Regions from separate parts of the Mus musculus genome. Here region 1 is linked to region 2. The links are chromatin contacts, called in public Hi-C maps. All regions are on one chromosome and are shown on one strand. Each heading gives the region's core, a stretch centred on a gene start, on an enhancer-like site or on the middle of the called end of the contact. The rest is flanking DNA. Distances are from core to core; before and after follow the strand shown. Region 1 overlaps Ctnnd2 (catenin (cadherin associated protein), delta 2). Region 2 overlaps Ctnnd2 (catenin (cadherin associated protein), delta 2).

Region 1 (5,421 bases), core at 720-3,219, 170 kb before region 2:
AAGGAAGATCTCCCACGTTATATAGCTATGCTCCTCTTGGATATTCACACAGTGGAATCTAAATCATCGCCCACATAGATACCCTCACATTCATGTTTACTGCCACCCTATTTATAACAGACAGGTATCAGAATCAGTCTAGGTACCATCAACACATGGGGGTGGATAAAGGGAGGTGCGTGTGCACAGTGGAGAACCATCAACCCAAAAGGAGAGAAAGACGCCATTTGCAGGAGAATGGGTGAGACAGAGATCATCATGTTAACTCACAAAACAAATAGGACACTTTTTCTCATATGTGGAATATAGGTCTCTCCCCACCCCCACCTCTCCTCTTTGTCCTCCCTGCCCCCTGCAAACATACACTAAATGGGGAGTAGGATGCCAGAGGGCAATGGGGTGGATATGGTTACTATCTTGAAATGCATTTGCTTGTACAATGAAGATAGTCTAAACGTCTATTAAAGAAATCAGGAAAAGCCTGGTGTACATCTCCTGGACTCCACTGGGTTTCAAGCTGTAAAGCTAGCATAAGGACGTCTTTAAAGCTCAGTAGTATCACTAGAAATGGATATGCTTTCCCACAACGACGTCTCTTCTTTCCCTGCACAGGGGTCAACCTCTGCCAGCACTTACAGGTGTGGCCTTTTCTGTTGTCAGCACAAATGCTTTAAACAGCTGGATCTGTCGGATCTCTGTTCCCTTCATAGAGGAATTCCCCAAACTCCCCTTCAGTATTTGGCTGGATATCAGTCATTCTCAGAAGACATGTAAACATTACATTTTCTGATACTACTTGCAGAAACATTCATCATTCTCCCTATGTATGCTAGCTTTTAAAGCTTTCCTCTTAGTTAGCTGGTACTGGGGTGGGGCTTTCATAGTGCCACTTTACTAGTAGGTTTCAGAAATCTTTATCTGGCAGATATAGATAACTGATGTGCCCTTCATGTCAGCGCAGCAGGCCACCAATGCCATTCTTGGAACTGGTAACTTTGAAGACCACTTGGATTCTGTAGTCACATGTAAGTAGAATTTGTTTCTTGGAATACATCTTTGGCTGAACATTTGAAGTTGTGCCAATGGGTATTTTTCTCATTTCCATAATTATCAGAAATACGCACAAAAAAGCATAAAGCCTAAAAAATTAACTCCATAACCATACTTAGAACTTACAGTTGCTAATTGCCACAGCATGTAACTACCTTCTGTAGTGAATGCCACAGACTAGTGGAATTAAATTGATTAACCAGTCACCAGTGATTATTTTTTGTGCCATATTGAAACTGTGTACCCAAATGGATGAAGAACACTCACTGCAGGGTTTCCCCATACCTGGGCTTTCTGGGTACCTTCTGCCTGGGACCAAGCATCTTTAAAAGATGGAGTAACTGATTACATCTCTGCCTCCCCTTTACCTTTCACAATTAGCGGCACACTATTAACTTAATGCACATTTATCTACAACAATTCAAGTCAGACTGTGAGAGAATCTTCCTAGTCTATAATTACACTCCAGCATAATTAGCATAATTTCCACTGCACATATTTAATAAAGAAGCTGCCATCGCAGGTTGGCTTCCCATGTGGAATCTCTTCCAGAGAACAACACCAAGAGGAGACCAAGCCTCCTACTTTTAGCTGCCACGGATACGCCAAGCAGATCTGACACTGCTTTCTGTGAGCGATGAATCCTCATCATCGAAGAGGATGAGTGTGTGGGGATGGGGGGGGGGGGAATGGAGTTCCCCTAACAGGCCACTGTCTACCGAGGCACGTACAGCTGTGGGCCTGCTCTCAGTAGTTACAGTGGTGGCTAATGGGCAGAGAACAGCATCACTAGATGCTGGGAACTGACTACCTCCATCTGCAAACGCCAATACTACAGCTTCCTTTGGCTGTGCCTCTCCAGCATAGCCATGAGTGCCACAAACCCAGTCACCACCAGTGACCACTAGATGTCACCAGTCGTTAACTGAGACACAAATAAAGAAGCACTTTAAGAGATTTCTACCAGCCACCAGCTCTCTTGCGTGCGTACAGCCCCCTTGTGAGAGACTGATTAACAAAGAGAAGGATCCAACCCATTTGCTCAGACCTGAAATGTCAAATTCCCACCATGAAAATTTAAAAGACTGCATACATTTGGTACGTGTGTGACAAGTTTGTCCTGATAATAAGCAAAGCAAAAAAGAAAACCTGCGACATAAATGTCATGTTTCCCACGAACATTCTGTAAAAGGACTTAACAAAAAAGGGCTCTCACCAGTGGGGACATTTTAGCGAGATTCTTTCTTATGTCTATGGATTTAATACTCAGAGAAAACAAGAGACATTTTACTCTCACGGTGGTGAATGTGAAGTCGTGTACAAGAGAGAAGGAAGAAATCCCCATGGTGGGACAGAAAAATCCCAGTCCCTGCAAAGGAGTTATAAATGCTTGAGCAGTGGCTGTAAAGTTCCAGAAAATGCTGCTTTGAATGTCAGCATGGTCACCATTGAAGGTGGGATGCAGAGAAGGTGGACGAATTGGGTCTTCAGAGACATGAAGGGGCAACAAGAGTGTAGGTCTCCTCTGTGTCCTGCACATTGGCTCTTCCAGAGGCACTGAGAAGGTAAATCATGCAAATCCGTTAATGGCGACCAATGCACGCATGGAAGCATCTAGAAGAAACCACTAAGGCTTCAGTAAATGTGTGTGAGCATGCTCAGAGGTGCATGCGCATTGTATGCGGGTGTATGGGGAGGTTAAAGGTCAACCCCGGGCGTTGCTGCTCAGTGATGCTCACCTTCTTTTTGAGACAGGATCTCCTTTTTCCCTGGACCTCATCAGTTTGACTGGGGTCAAAAACCCTTTATCAACCAAGCTATCTTCAAAGCCCTAATAATTATAATTCTGAGGAATAGACTGAGTGAGTTAAGGAGTCAATTCTGTCACGTTTCTACTTCCTTAACTTTTAAAATGGCCTAGGAAGCACATATAAAATGTTACATAAAAGGTGCTATAAAATGATGGCCCATTGATATCATTATGATCTTTACTTTTTCTCACAGAAATACACTTCAACACTGAGAGTTCAGAAGCCTGTAAGCACTTGCATTGGTGGCCTGTCCTGGAAATTATTTTTTTTTCCTTTTAATATCCAATTTCCATGACACTGAGTTGTGTGTATTTTGACTCTTTTAAACATTTGCACTATTGCAAGTGCTTGCTAGCAACATGCTCACAGGTCACTGGGGAGAGAAACCAACTACGAATGTTTGCTTTCCTCGGTGATGCATTTCATACTCTACTGCTTTCTTTGAGCTTTAGTAAACATTTAATTTTAAAAAGTTATGTATATGTATATGTGTATATATATATATATATATATATATATATATATATATATTTGTGTATACACACACACACACACATGCATGCACACACATGTGCACATGTGAACCTAGTAGGATTTTTTCCATTACATTTTTTCTTGAAGTTTTGACATCCAACTATTCATGTGTATGACCAGAGACTATATGTATGTGTATGTGCATGTGTATGTATATGAACATATACACGCACACACACATACATACATACATACATAAACACATACATACAGTCTGCAAAGGGTAAATACATATCTAAAAAAAACACCTCTTGTTGGAAAGAGTTACTGTCTGAACTTGCTCTCTGCAGCTCCTTACAGAATGATTCTTACAGGAATAATCCCCATGCCCCACAAATGGCAGACATGTTCAGAACCACATACCCACTCCGAACTCCATATTATAAAACCATCTACTGATGCAAATTTTAGACGTGGAATCTTGAGCCGTGTGACTGTGTAGATCCTGGGAATACTCTCCACGCAGCAGTTAATGTCAAAACATTTTCCACTGAACCAAAATCAGAAAGTAAACCTCCACAATGAAACGGACGAAATTTGAACTATGCCCTCAATTTTGAGTCAACTTTCCATGAATACTAGGATATACTTGAATTAGTTCCTTTAGGGACTTCCTCTAAATGGGGTCATTTTTATTTTTATTTTGCTCATGAGCAGAAACTGTGAGTACAGTAGGGGTTTTCTCCATTATGGTTTTTTTTTTCCCCTGAAGTTCTGACATCCAGATACTCATGTGCATGCCCAGAGGCTCACACACTGAAGTGGTATGCTATATAATCAATCTATAGTAAGCCTAATTGCTGGAGAAATACACCATACAACATGTGACATGGGCTGTCAGATATATGATTGTATTTCTGTAAGACCATTAAGTATGTCCAAGGAAAACAATGTAGTACAAAAGGGAACATAAACCTGATATTCTAATGCTTAATTTCACATTTTCTTATCCTTCTCCAGTGTCACATTTCTGGTTAGACGGATTTTTACATGTCTGGGAAACCAAAGATAATGCAAAGCTCATGGAAAATACAGGATCCGGCTTCAGTACAGGGCACCGTTAGAAGCAGCTTCAGGAGGGATCAAGCTCCTTTCTCCTTAAATGGGTAACCAGCATTGTGCTTCTGGGCTGTGTCTCTTAATACTTTCTTTGTGTGGCTTTATTGGATTATTGCAACCCAATCCTTATTCCTTATTATCGTGAGAAAGCTTAAAACAGCAGATAAGAAGCCTCCAATAATAACACACTAGTAGACAAGAGCTAACCAAATACTAGCTGGCATAAGTACCATGTTTAACCAAAATAAAAAATATTTTTATTTTAATTAAATTGTGTTAAGTAATATTCCAATAATTACTAGGCCTTAGCACTTGGCGATAAGATTTTAAAACATGTAAGCTAAGAAAAGGAGCATGTTTTAGTATTTTAGCTTTATGTTTTAAGGTATTTAAACGGATAAGCTAAATATGAAATATTAACACTGTTGCTCAACTTGCCCAATCTTACATTTGTTAACGTATAATTAAGTAAAAACCAATAACCTAGTGGGAGTGGTACACTGAAAGGTTCTATTTATGCGGTTCTAAATCAATTTTGAATCACCTTTTGTGATTATTTAAAGGGCTTCACTGCCTTTGAATGAGTTGAAGTTTACAGTTTAGAAAAAAATACAAACAAATGCTTACATGGATGTGTGTGTGAATACATGTGACCTGTGTGAGTGTGTACTGACCACTAACTGTCTGAGAAGGTGGGCAATAATCTCTTTTAAAGAGTAAAGTTAGATTAAGAGGAAAAAAGTTTTATGATTTTAATTTTAATTAGTGATTTTTCTGAGTATTTGCCTTCCTTACGTCCACACATATTACATATTTCCAGAAAACAAACAAAATAAAAACAGCAGCGATAATGGTAACATTGTCTGCTTTGATATAGAGCATAATCTCATAATCCACGGGGGCTTCATTGCTATCAGATTTTATATTCTGATGAACAGAGACTATTGGACTTAGATGATACATTGAA
Region 2 (5,603 bases), core at 2,448-4,947:
GTACAAAATTGAAAGTGGACTTATAAGTAACTTCAGAACTCATTTATTCAGTCATTTATTTATTTATTCACCCACCCATGTATCTCTTAAACTGTATAGTCACATAAATATGAATAAATTCAACCCCACAAATAATTGTTCTTGAATTGTTTTAGCTCTTTGTATTCCATCCTTCTGTCTCATCTTTCACTTTTCATTTGTTTATTTGTTCCAGTTTGGTGGTGCTCATCATCAAAGCTGAGGTCTGAGCATATCGGGCAATATTCTGTCAATGAGCTACATCCCAATCAGACCTCCAATTTATATTCATAAAGAGAAAAATTACTGTAGACCGTTGCTCTCTCAAGATCATTACCATGCATATGTTTAAACATGCTTCCCATGATATGGGACTGTGAACCATAAGATCTACTTACGTTTATATGATCCTCCTCAGTGTGAGAAGAAAATGGTGTTTGGCCTCCCTTCCTACGTCCCATGTCTTGGGTTAGTCATTGTTAGAAGGGCAGTACAGTTAAATCAAAGGCCCATCTTTTGGAATAGCTGTGCTGTATATCCCAGAATACATGCATACATGTGTTTTCGATATTAAGAAGTAATTGATCTTAAGCAGCTTTTATACTTCTGTGACTCAGCAAGCAGAAGTACTGGCCCAGTTTTTTATGGTTTTCCAAAAAAAACTGGAAAGCACTGGGCAAAACATGCAGATGTGTATAAGCTACAGAGTCAGCCAGGTCTGAGTAGTTAGGAAATGTTCCGAATGAACAGGATTTTATTTGTAAATGAGAGTGAGGGATTTCTGGTTTCTTCCATTTCCTACTGATTCCTGGGATAAGTTCTTTGAAGAGATTGCCAATATCAAGGTCAATCCTAAAGAAATTTGAAGTAATCACTTTGGGCTAAGTTTTGATAATGAGTGGTGAGCTGATGCTAAAATTGACTTCTGAGCATATGTGTGAAGAACATTATTAAAAATTACAATGCTAAGTATTTCATTCACTCATTAGTCAGATACTGACTGATTGTTTAACATGTGACTAGACTTTTAGTCACTGGAGAATTGTACCATAAATAAAATAGGCAATACTACTCCTTTAACCAGGAAAGAAAATAAATGAATATATATATATATATATATATATATACACACACACACATACATATATTAGAAGAAAGTGCTTTTAAAACAAAAAAGGGACAGTAGAGTCAAGGGTTTGGTTCTAAATAAAACACAGCCCCTGCATCTATAGCTCAGGAAACATTTCAGAAGGGGTGCAGAAAGACTGTTAAGAGCCAGAATATGAGGGAGTGCTGTGAAATGGTTCCTCCTAGAAACAGCCACATAAAAAAGACTGGAACAATAGGAGCATCAATGCACAAGCTCACATGGAATGGTTAAATTTTCATGGGGTTCACCCCTAGAAAAAGAACTACAGGTAACTAATGACTGCTGGGAGGAAGAGAACGTGTCTCTCCCAGGGATGAGGAGAGCTTGTAACTCATCTTTCCCAGGGAGGAGGCCCCTTATTGGTTGACCCAAGCATAGTCATCAGCCCTGGAACCATATACATACAAACAACAAAACAGACTCAGCAAGGCATATTTACATAACTGTGTATACATATACACAATATACATACAAGCATATATGTATCACAATAATAACCAAAGAAACAGAGGCAATTAACTAGAGAGTGGGGGCATGAGAGGGGTTTGGGAGAGGTTAGGTGGGAGGAGCCAGAAGGAAGGAAGGGAGGGGATAAAGTGAGAGAATTCTATTCCAATTAAAAATATTACATGGTATGTGGGAGAGAGGCTTTACTGAGCAGAGATATTAGGGAGAAGATAAGGCAAGCCAATCATGGCAGAAGAAAACTCTTAATTGTCTTTGAAATTTCCCAGACCTCAAAATGCAATGGGTCTGCAGGCTAGTGTTGTCCACCATCAGAAGATGACATCAGTGGGCAAAGGCTTCAGGCAGCTAGAAACAAGGGTGGCCACTGCCATGACTTTCCCAGGTACTCTGCTCTTAGGGAGCCAGAATGCTCCTGGCAATCTAGCTAGTGAAGAGATCCAAGGTCTGTTTTGTTTGCTGTTGTTGCTGTTGTTTTTGTTTTTTTGTTTTAGAAAAATGAATATGCTTGTGCTGAAGCTCACAGGGCGTTCTGGAACCCAAGCACCTGTGCAAGTGATTAGTGAGAAGTGGCTGGTCCTGGACAGACACATGGAAACAGGGCTGGCAAGATTGGCTACTTCATAAAATAGAGTTTAAGAAGTAAAAATTGGCTTGTTGTAGGTTGCCCTGGTGCTGTCTGAATTCTGATGTTAATTCTGCTTCCTCAAAAGGGGCTGCCCCAAGGACAAGTGGATCACATTCTCGGGTGATTTCATGTGAAACTTCTCCCCATTCTAACTGGCCAAATAAAGGCTAGAGCCTATGATTGGGCAGAGGAAGGGAAAGGTGGGGCTGGAGGTTTTAGAGAGTGGGAGAAGAGAGGGAAGGAAGGAGGAAGAAGACAGAGAAAAAGGAGGTGGAAGGAAGATGAAGCAGAACCACATGGGCTGTAGAGGCCACAAGTAGCAAGGGATCTCATAGGTAGGGAAGAGCTTAGTCTACTGGTAGTTCTGGCACTCTAGGCATACAACTTATAAATGTAATAACTGGGTTGTGTGTGTTTCTATACGGGTTTATTTGGCTTGGAGATTACTGCTACATTGGCTCATAAATCCTACTAGCTGAAAGTCTGGGGACACTGTAAGTAGTGACTTTGAAATGAGAATTCACTCACTGTGACTTTATTTTACAAACAACAACATGTGGAAAACAAATCTGATTATCTAGGTACTAGGAGTGAGGGAGATATCTTCCTGCTTTGCTTTTCCGAAATGTTTTTCTCCATCCTATAGTTTTCATTACGTTTTTGAAAGCATCCCAAGTAGCTTACATCTTGAGAGAGAAAGAGAGAGAGAGAGAGAGAGAGAGAGAGAGAGAGATTTTTCTTAAATGATTTTATTAAAATAGTTAACATTCTTTTCTAAGGGCTTATTTTTTATTAGTCATTCCATTTGTTTATATCTCAAATGATATCTCTCTTCCCAGTTAACCCTCTACAACCCCTTCCATCCCACCTGCTCTCTCTCGCCTTCCTCCCCTTTGCCTCTGCAAGGGTGCTTCCTCTACCTACTCACCGACCAACTCCCACCAAACTGTTCCAGTCGGTGTCCTCCTATACTGGGGCATCAAACCTCCATTATGTGGCTATTGTTCAAGTTGTGAGCCTTTGTTGTCATTTGGAAGAACTGAGGAAATTTCTTTAAAAGCCTATCATGAGTTGGCATGGGTGCTAGTGGTCTTCCTGACATAGTGCAAATGACCCCACAGTACCCTGTTCTTTGGCACTCTCTACCTGCCCTGCATGCATGTAGAACTGCATGCATGTAGAACTGCATGCATGTAGAACTGGGGACTTTTCTTCATATTACCTATAGGATGCATGTTCTGGCAAGTGGTAAAAAATAAATCCATAATTATTGCAGGGACTCTGCACCTGGGAGTGCGTCCCTGATCTGTATTCTAATATCGAGGCTCGATAATTAAATAGACAAAAACCAGGCACCATTTCTGTCACCTTCGTTTTTGCCAGACTGACTAGAACGGAGATCACTTCTGACTGTGTGCATGCTGATCTGTAAAATTCCGGCAGCAGCTACTTAGAAGCTCCACACTGTGACTCAGCATCTGCTTCCCTTTCCACACGGTGCAGACTCTGAAAATATTAAAACCAATTACAGCAATTAAATCCACTTAGCAGGCTGGTCTAGCTTATCCTTTCCAGAAATACTGGAGAAAAGATGACCAAACGCATCTGAAGTTTGCTGTCACTTCTTAGAATTTCCTAATAAAAATGGGGATGTTGCCACAGCCTTCACACTTGGCTAACTCAGTGAACAGCTCTTGAAGACAACAGTCAGCCTAAATCTAGAGGGGGCAGATGACATATTTGGGTAGCTTTCTCTAATGGCAGATTTTATGGAAATAGACTAGTCATGCAACTACAAGTGAACTTCATGGAAGGCTTGTGATTCCTTTACAAAGATAAAAGCACTTTTCAACACAGGGCTTTGCCCTCCAGGCATTCTCCTGGAAGCAAGCACACATGTGGGACAAATAGCAATTACACTGAGTTCTAAGCCTTTCATCTGTGCCCTAAGTCTGGTCTGTCAACATACAGAGTCCCTTCAATGATCCATGTTTGAAAGGGAAAAAATGGCTAATGCCTACCACATCCTACAAAAATGCAGCCCTACATGAATGGGGCACATCATGTTTAAGAAAAGTTTCTAAAAACTGAAGTGTAAAATGAAATTTTATATCTTGCCACTACATTTCTAGGTGGTTAAATACTCTTAGAACCCTTTTTTATCTTGGTGTACCCTCACAAAATTTGCCCTTTAAATAGGATAACCACAAAATCCTTTTGATGACAATGGTGCTCATCCCAACTCCTGCGACACGTAGGAGACTGTTGCTAGGAGACTGTTGCAGTTTGTTTGCTCCAGAAACCTCAACGTGAAATTTCATCCTTGCTTTCAGTATTATGGGATAGAAATTTGACCTGAATAGTGTTGAAAGGTAGAGTTATGAAGAGATGAGGATTAGACAAAATCACTGGGCTAGGGAACCCATGACTGAATTCTTGGTGGCTTTATTCCAAACCCACACACATGCACACTCCTCTCTCTCTTTCCCTTCCTTCCTGCCTCCGTTCCTCCCTCTCTTCCCCTCCCTCTTTCCCTCTGAGGCTCTGCCCCTTCTCTGTATATGTTTCCTCCCCCTCTGTTTGTCTGTCTCTCTGCCCCATCTCTCTAATCTCTCTCTCTCTCTCTCTCTCTCTCTCTCTCTCTCTCTCTCTCTCTCTCTCTCTCACACACACACACACACACACACACTCACACACACACTTCCCATTTCTTGTCATAACATAACATGACTTGTGCTGCCTCAGAGTTGTATCAAAAAACTGTAGCCAGCAAACCATTGAACAGAACCATGAGCCAAAATAAGTTGCTTTTCTTTACAACTTACCAATTTATGGAACTGAGCTCTCGGGGAGGAAAATGGCTGAGATAATTGGATAATACTTCCAACATCTTTGTAACCACTCACGGGACTCGGAGGAACCTTCAGCATCGAGGCCACTGTTGCCTTATTATCATCTATCCCATCTATACTCACAACACAGAAATCAATTCCTTTAAACAAATGCCTAAATTGAGAAGACAATGTTTCACACCATGGTCATATTCTTACACATCCATCAGTCTCCTCTTGGCTGCCTTTGGAACAAGAGGTAGAACTCTCAACTCCTCCAGCCCCATGCCTGCCTGGATGCTGCCATGCTCCTGCCTGGATGATAATGGACAGAACCTCTAACCTGTAAACCAGCCCCAATTAAAAGTTGTCCTTATAAGATTTGCCTTGGTCACGGTGTGTCTGTTCACAGCAGTAGAACCCTAAGACATTCAGGCCCTGCCTCCTCATCCCAGTGGACTCTGCTTGGCCTCACTAGGAATGGACTGGCTTTGTGATGCCTCACTGTCCT

What was found. A called contact is a pair of places that touch in the nucleus more often than the background predicts.
Region 1: a Hi-C map of cortical neurons shows a contact between it and region 2, with 3 times the contacts expected there. The contact joins two enhancer-like sites.

What each region holds. Positions count from the first base shown.
Region 1 is chr15:30,737,444-30,742,864 of GRCm38.p6, reverse strand. The region is part of intron 9 of Ctnnd2 (catenin (cadherin associated protein), delta 2); the gene reads right to left. Among named protein-coding and RNA genes, the nearest start is that of Gm41283, 57 kb to the right of the region's middle. Within about 2 kb of position 1,969, at least 17 of the 459 cell types and tissues checked have an H3K27ac peak or open chromatin away from gene starts, as enhancers often do. A contact at or near this core is called in cortical neurons, where this site is marked.
Region 2 is chr15:30,568,730-30,574,332 of GRCm38.p6, reverse strand. The region is part of intron 3 of Ctnnd2 (catenin (cadherin associated protein), delta 2); the gene reads right to left. Among named protein-coding and RNA genes, the nearest start is that of Gm24487, 30 kb to the left of the region's middle. Within about 2 kb of position 3,697, at least 27 of the 459 cell types and tissues checked have an H3K27ac peak or open chromatin away from gene starts, as enhancers often do. A contact at or near this core is called in cortical neurons, where this site is marked.